Linked DNA regions of Mus musculus: region 1 is linked to region 2. A link is a contact called in public HiChIP or PLAC-seq data. All regions are on one chromosome and are shown on one strand. Each heading gives the region's core, a stretch centred on a gene start, on an enhancer-like site or on the middle of the called end of the contact. The rest is flanking DNA. Distances are from core to core; before and after follow the strand shown. Region 1 holds the start of Bst1 (bone marrow stromal cell antigen 1). Region 2 overlaps Fbxl5 (F-box and leucine-rich repeat protein 5).

Region 1 (3,298 bases), core at 385-2,884, 74 kb after region 2:
CAACACTATTAAAGTTTATGTAAAATGTGTGTGTGGAGAAGATTTTATGGAAGATATTTTTGCTTTTTAAATTTAACCTCACATCTGAGTCTTTATATAATTTTAAAGAATTAGAAAAGCATATATATGGTCAATATCAAATAAGCTGGAAAGTTACAAATGATCACAAGAGATGGAGCAGCAAGTTCCACTGAGAACACAGAGGTGAGCTAACACTACGCTAGAAATGGCTAGCAACACACTTGCAGTTTCTGTGTCATCTGCTGAGTTGCTTTCCCGTCCAGAGAAATTCCACAGGTTGTCACAGAAGTATAGAAAGCGCAGTGAAAAGTTTCCCTTTGACAAGGAAGCCCACTGAGTAGCTGATCTCTTGAAACATTTGATTCAGATATTGGAATTACTCATACTGACCTGCTCTAGCACAACACAGTATGTTGGGTTTTCCCAAAAGAAAGTAGTTGGCGGGGCTTAGGAATTCAGGAAAGAAATTCACATTTTCCTCACAGGAAAAAAAAATCTCACTTAGGAAATTGTTTTTGAAAATGATCTTTGTGTAACAATCTTGGCATATTATAGTGATTGGTTTTTTGGGGGTTTTGGGGACTTTTGGGGTTGCTGTTTATTTACTTTTTTTGGCAATTTCTTTTTTAAAGAAAGATTTTTTTATTTACATTTCAAATATTATCCCCTTTCCTGGTTTCCCCTCTGAAAATTCCCTCTCCCCTCTCCCCTCCCCCTGCTCCCTAACCCTCTCACTCCCATTCCTGGTCCTGATATTCCCTTATACTGGGGCATAGAGCCTTCACTACCATGCAAGGCAATCATCACAGAACTCCAGAATATGAGTGTAAACATCTCTAATGGGTATTTTGGCTTCATTGGAGTTATCCTTTGGTCTTCAAAAATTCACATCCATCCTACATGATAAATTCCTTTACCTAACCTACCGTCCCCTACAATTATGAACTTATTTTAGTATCAATTCAAGTCCCCAAATCTCACATCTAAACTGCCTAAATTACAAAGGAGTGTAGCTCTGACCGTACTGTATTCTCAGACAAAGTTATCTGTGAGCACTTGGAAAACTAGAAAACAAGCCCTGTGCTCCAGAATCCATGGGGCAGGTGTAAGTGATGCCTGTGGACGATGTCCCTCACAAAGGAAGAAAAGGAAAGACAAAACAGGCACCAGTCAGTCACATCCAGAGTCCACCCAGACAAACTCCCTAAGAGTCAACTTAGGAATGGCATGTGATTCTTGTCTGTGCCCTTGTGCCTTCGGCTTTTCTCAAAGCCATCAATTTTCACTAAGGGTAGCACATGTCTCTCCTGGAAAGACTGTGTGAACCAGGACAGAATTTAAGTTTGCTTAGGGCTCACATGGTAACAGATTTCTATAGAGGTGTGTGTGTGTGTGTGTGTGTGTGTGTGCGCGCGCGCGCTTCAAATTCCCATTCCCTTTGGGGTCCCTCCACGAGGCGTCTTTTGCCAGGCAATGCCCTAAGTTTAATTTCTGTCGTAATGGAAGAGGAAAGAGGATGGGAGGTGGGCTGGCTTGGCATCTGGATGAGTCCTGCCAAAGCTCAGCTAAGGGGAACCGCCTCCTCAGTGGAAGAGGAACTGGGAGGAGTCCAAGAGGCCACGGGCTAGAGGAATCAAAGTCTTCTTGATGGCTGTCCAGGGAGGCCTGTTGTCTCTGTGGCTGTGGCTATGGCTGTCCTTGCTGACAGTGCTTCTGGGGGCAAGAGCGCGGTGGACAGGGGAGGGTACCACTCCTCACCTCCAGAGCATCTTCCTGGGCCGCTGCGCAGAGTACACCACGCTGCTGAGCCTGGGGTAAGTGCTAAGCCAGACAGTGAAAAGGCAGAAGGGTGGGGTGAGGTGAGGGCTTTGGAAAGTCAGGTGGAGGGACTAGCGGGACTCCATGCAGGTGATGTGTATGTAGGTGATTCTTAGGGACAAGATCCCCTGTGCAGGGGATTTCCAGACCCGGGAGGAAACTGCTAAGGCTGCCCCTGTGGGTGTAGAGGTGAGGAGAAAGCTGTAATGCGACACCAGTCTAGAGGTGAATTTGAGTGAAAGAGCCTTGCCTACTATCAACAACTGCCAGTTTGGGTATTTTGAGCACCACTTGGGAATTAGCTCCCCTTGTCCCATCTAGAGGATTCTGGTTCCCCCTACCTTGTGCACACTGTGTTTCCTATTGAAATAATTTCCTTCTCTGGATCTGCTTTTTTGTGTTGTTACACCACTCTTTCTCATGCCAGTTGTTTTTAATTGGGATGCAGCTCAATAAAATAAAATGAGAGAATAACATAAGAAGTCAGGTTGGTCATTGTCACCAAAGGTAGGACAACATGACCATTGCTATAGAACGTGATTTTGAAAGGCGTCCTGGACCTCAGGAGTGAAAACTGGCCCCAGAAGCCACTCTGACTCAGTAGAGGAAACTGCTCCCAACACTTGGCATCCACTCCTATCTTCCCAAGTCTTGCCTCCTGACTTGACCTCAGTGGGCCCAGAGACTCGCCCTCTAATGAACCTGAACAAGGAGCTCCACTCTTGTGTCTTAATGAATAGGCGAAAGCCAGAGGTGTGGTTCAGTGCTAGAACAGTTGACTACATGATACATGTGCAGTACCTCCACCACAGACAGAGGGGGGGGAAGGGGGAGGGGAGGGGAAGGGGGAGGGGGAGGGAGAGGGGGACGGAGAGGGAGGGGGGAGGGAGAGGGAGAAGGAGAGTTCTGAAAACCAGAAGTTTCCTGGTTTATTGACATTGAAATTGTCACTTTCTAGCATCACTTTTATCTGTGGCCTTGTCTGCTTCTGTCATAAGTCTGGAGGTGGGGATGGGGTAGGGGACTGCTTTCCTTAAACTGGAGAACTCTGTTTTGTTGTGTGCACAGAATGTGTGTGTGTGTGTGTGTGTGTGTGTGTGTGTGTGTGTGTGTATGTGTGTGTGTTGTGCCTGTGCCCACAGAGAGGAAGACAGCCTACTCTATCATTTTCTGTCTTAGTCTGGAAGCTAGAGTTAGGCTAGTGGCCAGCAAGTCCCAGTCATCTTCCTGTTTCCACCTAATACAATGCTGGGGTTAGAGGCACCGGCAGCCATATGGGCAGGGTTGGTGGGTGATGAACTCAGGTCCTCTTGCCTATGGCACAAGCGGCCTTACCCTCCGAACTGCGTCTCCAGTTCTGACCGGCACTTTTTTGTACAGGAACAAAAACTGCACAGCCATCTGGGAGGCCTTCAAGGGGGTGCTGGACAAGGACCCCTGCTCTGTGCTCCCCTCAGAC
Region 2 (3,250 bases), core at 174-2,673:
TTGACTTTATACTCGATTTCTTTCCAGTCTCACGGAGAATGAGATACTGTTTTTCTACCTGTTCGTACTTACTAGAGGAAGTTAATTTTAGTGTCCAAAAAGACTTGATGACTTCATCACAGAGGTAACAAATGCAAAATCTTAAAATTACCTGCTTTCACATATGCTCAGCCTTATGCCAAAATTTTCGGGTTCAATTTTGTTTTCAAATGATAACAGTAATTCACTCCTCAAACAGAAAATACCTGACAGCACGGTACTACTTCAAAGAGAATGCCAGTAGATACACCAGAGTGTTTAATTCCTGTCAGGTGAAGTACAAAATGCTCCAGAATTCCTCCATGTTCCCATTAGATAATTCCTGCTTTACCTTCAGACACTGAGCAGGCCCACTAGCCTGAGAGGCAGAAGCACTTAAAGCCACAAAGAAGCTGACTCAGGGTTACTTCCTCCTCCCACAGCTTTGAAGGAGAGGAGATAGGGGGCACTATTTTCTCCACATGATAAATATTATAATTAACTTTAAAAGAAAATTTAACTCAGTAATATTTAGTATCTAAAACTGTTAAATGTGTCAGGATCATAATTTCATGGATACCCAAAACACAAAAACATTTGGTAAACTTAGATTGAGATTTAAATAAAATCACAACACAAAAGATATTGCTTGGTAAAGTTCTCAAAGTAGATTTTATTTATACATTTCTTCAAACAATTGTGGAATTTTTAAAAATCCTTCTAGAATTCAACAGTTTAGGGACAGCAGTGGAAGCTGGTGTCTACAGCAAACAACAGACTGCTGCACCAAGAGACCAATTTATCCTATAATCTTAAAGAATCTCGCTTCTAAGTGTGTTTGAATTGGCCCCTCAGAATTGTTCAAATAAAGAAAACGTTAGGGGAAAAGAGATTCCTTTCTAAAATGTTCAGTCTTTGAAAATAAAACTTCAGAAATGTGGATTTGAAAGAATCTGCAAAACTTGGTACAGTGTTTACACATAAGAGAACCAATAACCCCCATTGACTAAAATGCAAATAATCTAGAAAAACTTTAAATAGCATGGTATTAGTGATATTTTTTAAAGCATTTCATTGAAAAGAAACCAGAAAGACTGTTCTCACCCTAACAAAAAATCCTAAACCTTTTCTAAAACAAAAATATATTTTGCAAGGGTAAACAACATTGTACAGTTCACTGCTAAATTAAATTTCTGAGACTGTAAGAAATGGGGCCAAACAAGACACACCCAAAATGGGTTGTTAACACAAGAAATGTGCTATAAGTAAAGTGCATGAAAGGAAGCCTGCTCAGCTAAATGAAGTAGACAAAGGTCAGAAGTCAGGGGTCATTCGCCAGAGCGGCAGCAGGCTCGAAAACCACACTGCAAATTCTGGCATCCACTGGCGGTGTCAGCATGAGGACCTGTATGAAAGCAAACAACACGTGAGGGGAGGAACTTCTTGGAGATCATGCACAAACAGTTCTGCCTATGACTCTGTTTTTAACTTGCACTTCATTGACATCACACAAGTAAAATCTTACAGCACATGCATTAAAAATTCAGACACAAATTGCCAATGGCTGTCTGATTCCACTGAAAATATCCTCCATGGAACAGGAAACATAACAAAATTTCCCAAGAATCTTAAAACCCAAGGAAAAAAGGAGACAATCCACAGAAACAAGACTTCTTTGAGCATTCTTCCTAGAAACATGATTAAGACAAAAAATAAAACCTATCTGAACTGTGTCAGCTAAAGAATACAGCAATGAACAATTAGAATAAATGTCATATTCAAAGTTTAAAACAATGTACTATACAGACACATCCTCAATGAATGTTCCATACTCTGATCATTTGTAGACCTCTGAATAAAAACAAAAGATAGCTTTAGATGAAAATTTGTCCCAAAACTGAATGCAAACAAGTGTTTAATTAAACATCTAAAACATAAAACTGTGATTCACTTACAATAATAAACCACTTATGGAATAATTGGAATTTTACAGCTGTACTATATTACCCAGATACTAGATAAAAGGTCTAGGTTTATTCAGGAACATAACTACAAATTAGAAAAGTAACAAAAATGTCACAAAGTTGGAGAATGTTCTGAGTAGAATGACTTTCCTAAGGAGACACAAGCCTACAGGGCTGTTTCTAGCGTTTCGAAGACTCAATGTAGCTGGTGCACTGAACTAATAAGGAGCAGCTCTTTACACTTCCACCAGGAAACCAGAGCCTGCAAGTGTGATTGATACACAAGAACAAAACAAAATGAGAAGACATGGAGCAGGCATCACTACAGAACGTATCTAATGGACTTAACCTCTCACTGCCCTTCAGTGCTTCCCAGCTTAACTGAGAACCCATTTGCATCCTACTGCTTTATAGGAGCTGCAGTATGTTGCAGAAGGTGACTATGCTAACACCCAGAGTCAGTAATTAGGATACTTGCAACTAAAATTTAGACTACATGTATCACCACAAGTACAACATTTCCTTTTATCCCAAGAGAGCATATATGCAAAAAAAAAAAAAAGAATTTCTTAAGATACAGTCACTGAAATATAATGTTCATATATTTCAGTATATAAATGACAAATTATCTTTAAGAAAAACATTGGATTTTGTTTATGTGTAGAATTGCAATTGATTGTGAAGACTGACATGTCTGGGATTAGCTTCAAATAAGGGCTATGGGCACGACATACAAGACATGAAATAAAAGACTGAGCTCAGACTTCAGGTTGCTGACACAGATAATACATGGTTGTAGGTTTTAAAAGTACCCAATACAACTGGAGTACTACAGGCCAATTTTTATTTAATAAAAAAAATCAAAATCTTCCATTTTAAATTGTTATATGCCAAATATTTAAAATTTATAATGCCATATAAAGCAGCATTTTCTGGATAAAATAGGACATAAAGCTAAAATTTAAAAGATTTATCTTTGTAGTTGTTAGAAATACCTTGGTACAGAATCCTAAACTTCAACATTCTTCTCCCACTGTCAGTCTTTAGCCAAGTTTTCCTTGTACATATTTCCAGCTTCCCTACACACCAATCCTCACCCATCCCTTGCTAATAAGCTTGGCTCCACCCATCACATATTACTGCTTCAACATCAAATACCTGATACCTTTCTGTAATACCCAAGCACTGCCTCACATCATCTCTACCCACCTCTTGAACCTTAATCTAATTAATGCTAAATGTACCTATCATTTATCAGTATATAATTC

What was found. HiChIP or PLAC-seq counts read pairs in DNA pulled down with a chosen protein or histone mark.
Region 1: an H3K27ac HiChIP or PLAC-seq map of embryonic stem cells shows a contact between it and region 2, with 7 read pairs. The contact joins the promoter of Bst1 here to the enhancer-like site in region 2. A contact is called at or near these places in 5 of 39 promoter capture datasets (the 3T3-L1 cell line, 3T3-L1-derived adipocytes, the C10 cell line and 2 more), 2 of 15 datasets of contacts at CTCF or cohesin (large pre-B cells and pro-B cells), 8 of 484 Hi-C or Micro-C datasets (the BV-2 cell line, ECoMG-derived neutrophils, the Patski cell line and 4 more), 5 of 115 datasets of contacts at active chromatin or transcription factors (CD8 T cells, double positive thymocytes, embryonic stem cells and 1 more) and 3 of 9 other capture datasets (adipose tissue, liver and pancreatic islet).

The regions. Positions count from the first base shown.
Region 1 is chr5:43,817,259-43,820,556 of GRCm38.p6, forward strand. Bst1 (bone marrow stromal cell antigen 1) reads left to right here and starts at 1,635. Exons shown (of 9, transcript NM_009763.3): 1 at 1,635-1,835; 2 at 3,220-3,298. The coding sequence starts at 1,669.
Region 2 is chr5:43,743,953-43,747,202 of GRCm38.p6, forward strand. Fbxl5 (F-box and leucine-rich repeat protein 5) reads right to left here. Exons shown (of 11, transcript NM_001159963.1): 11 at 666-1,423. The coding sequence ends at 1,347. Among named protein-coding and RNA genes, the nearest start is that of Fbxl5, 37 kb to the right of the region's middle. Within about 2 kb of position 1,424, at least 2 of the 459 cell types and tissues checked have an H3K27ac peak or open chromatin away from gene starts, as enhancers often do.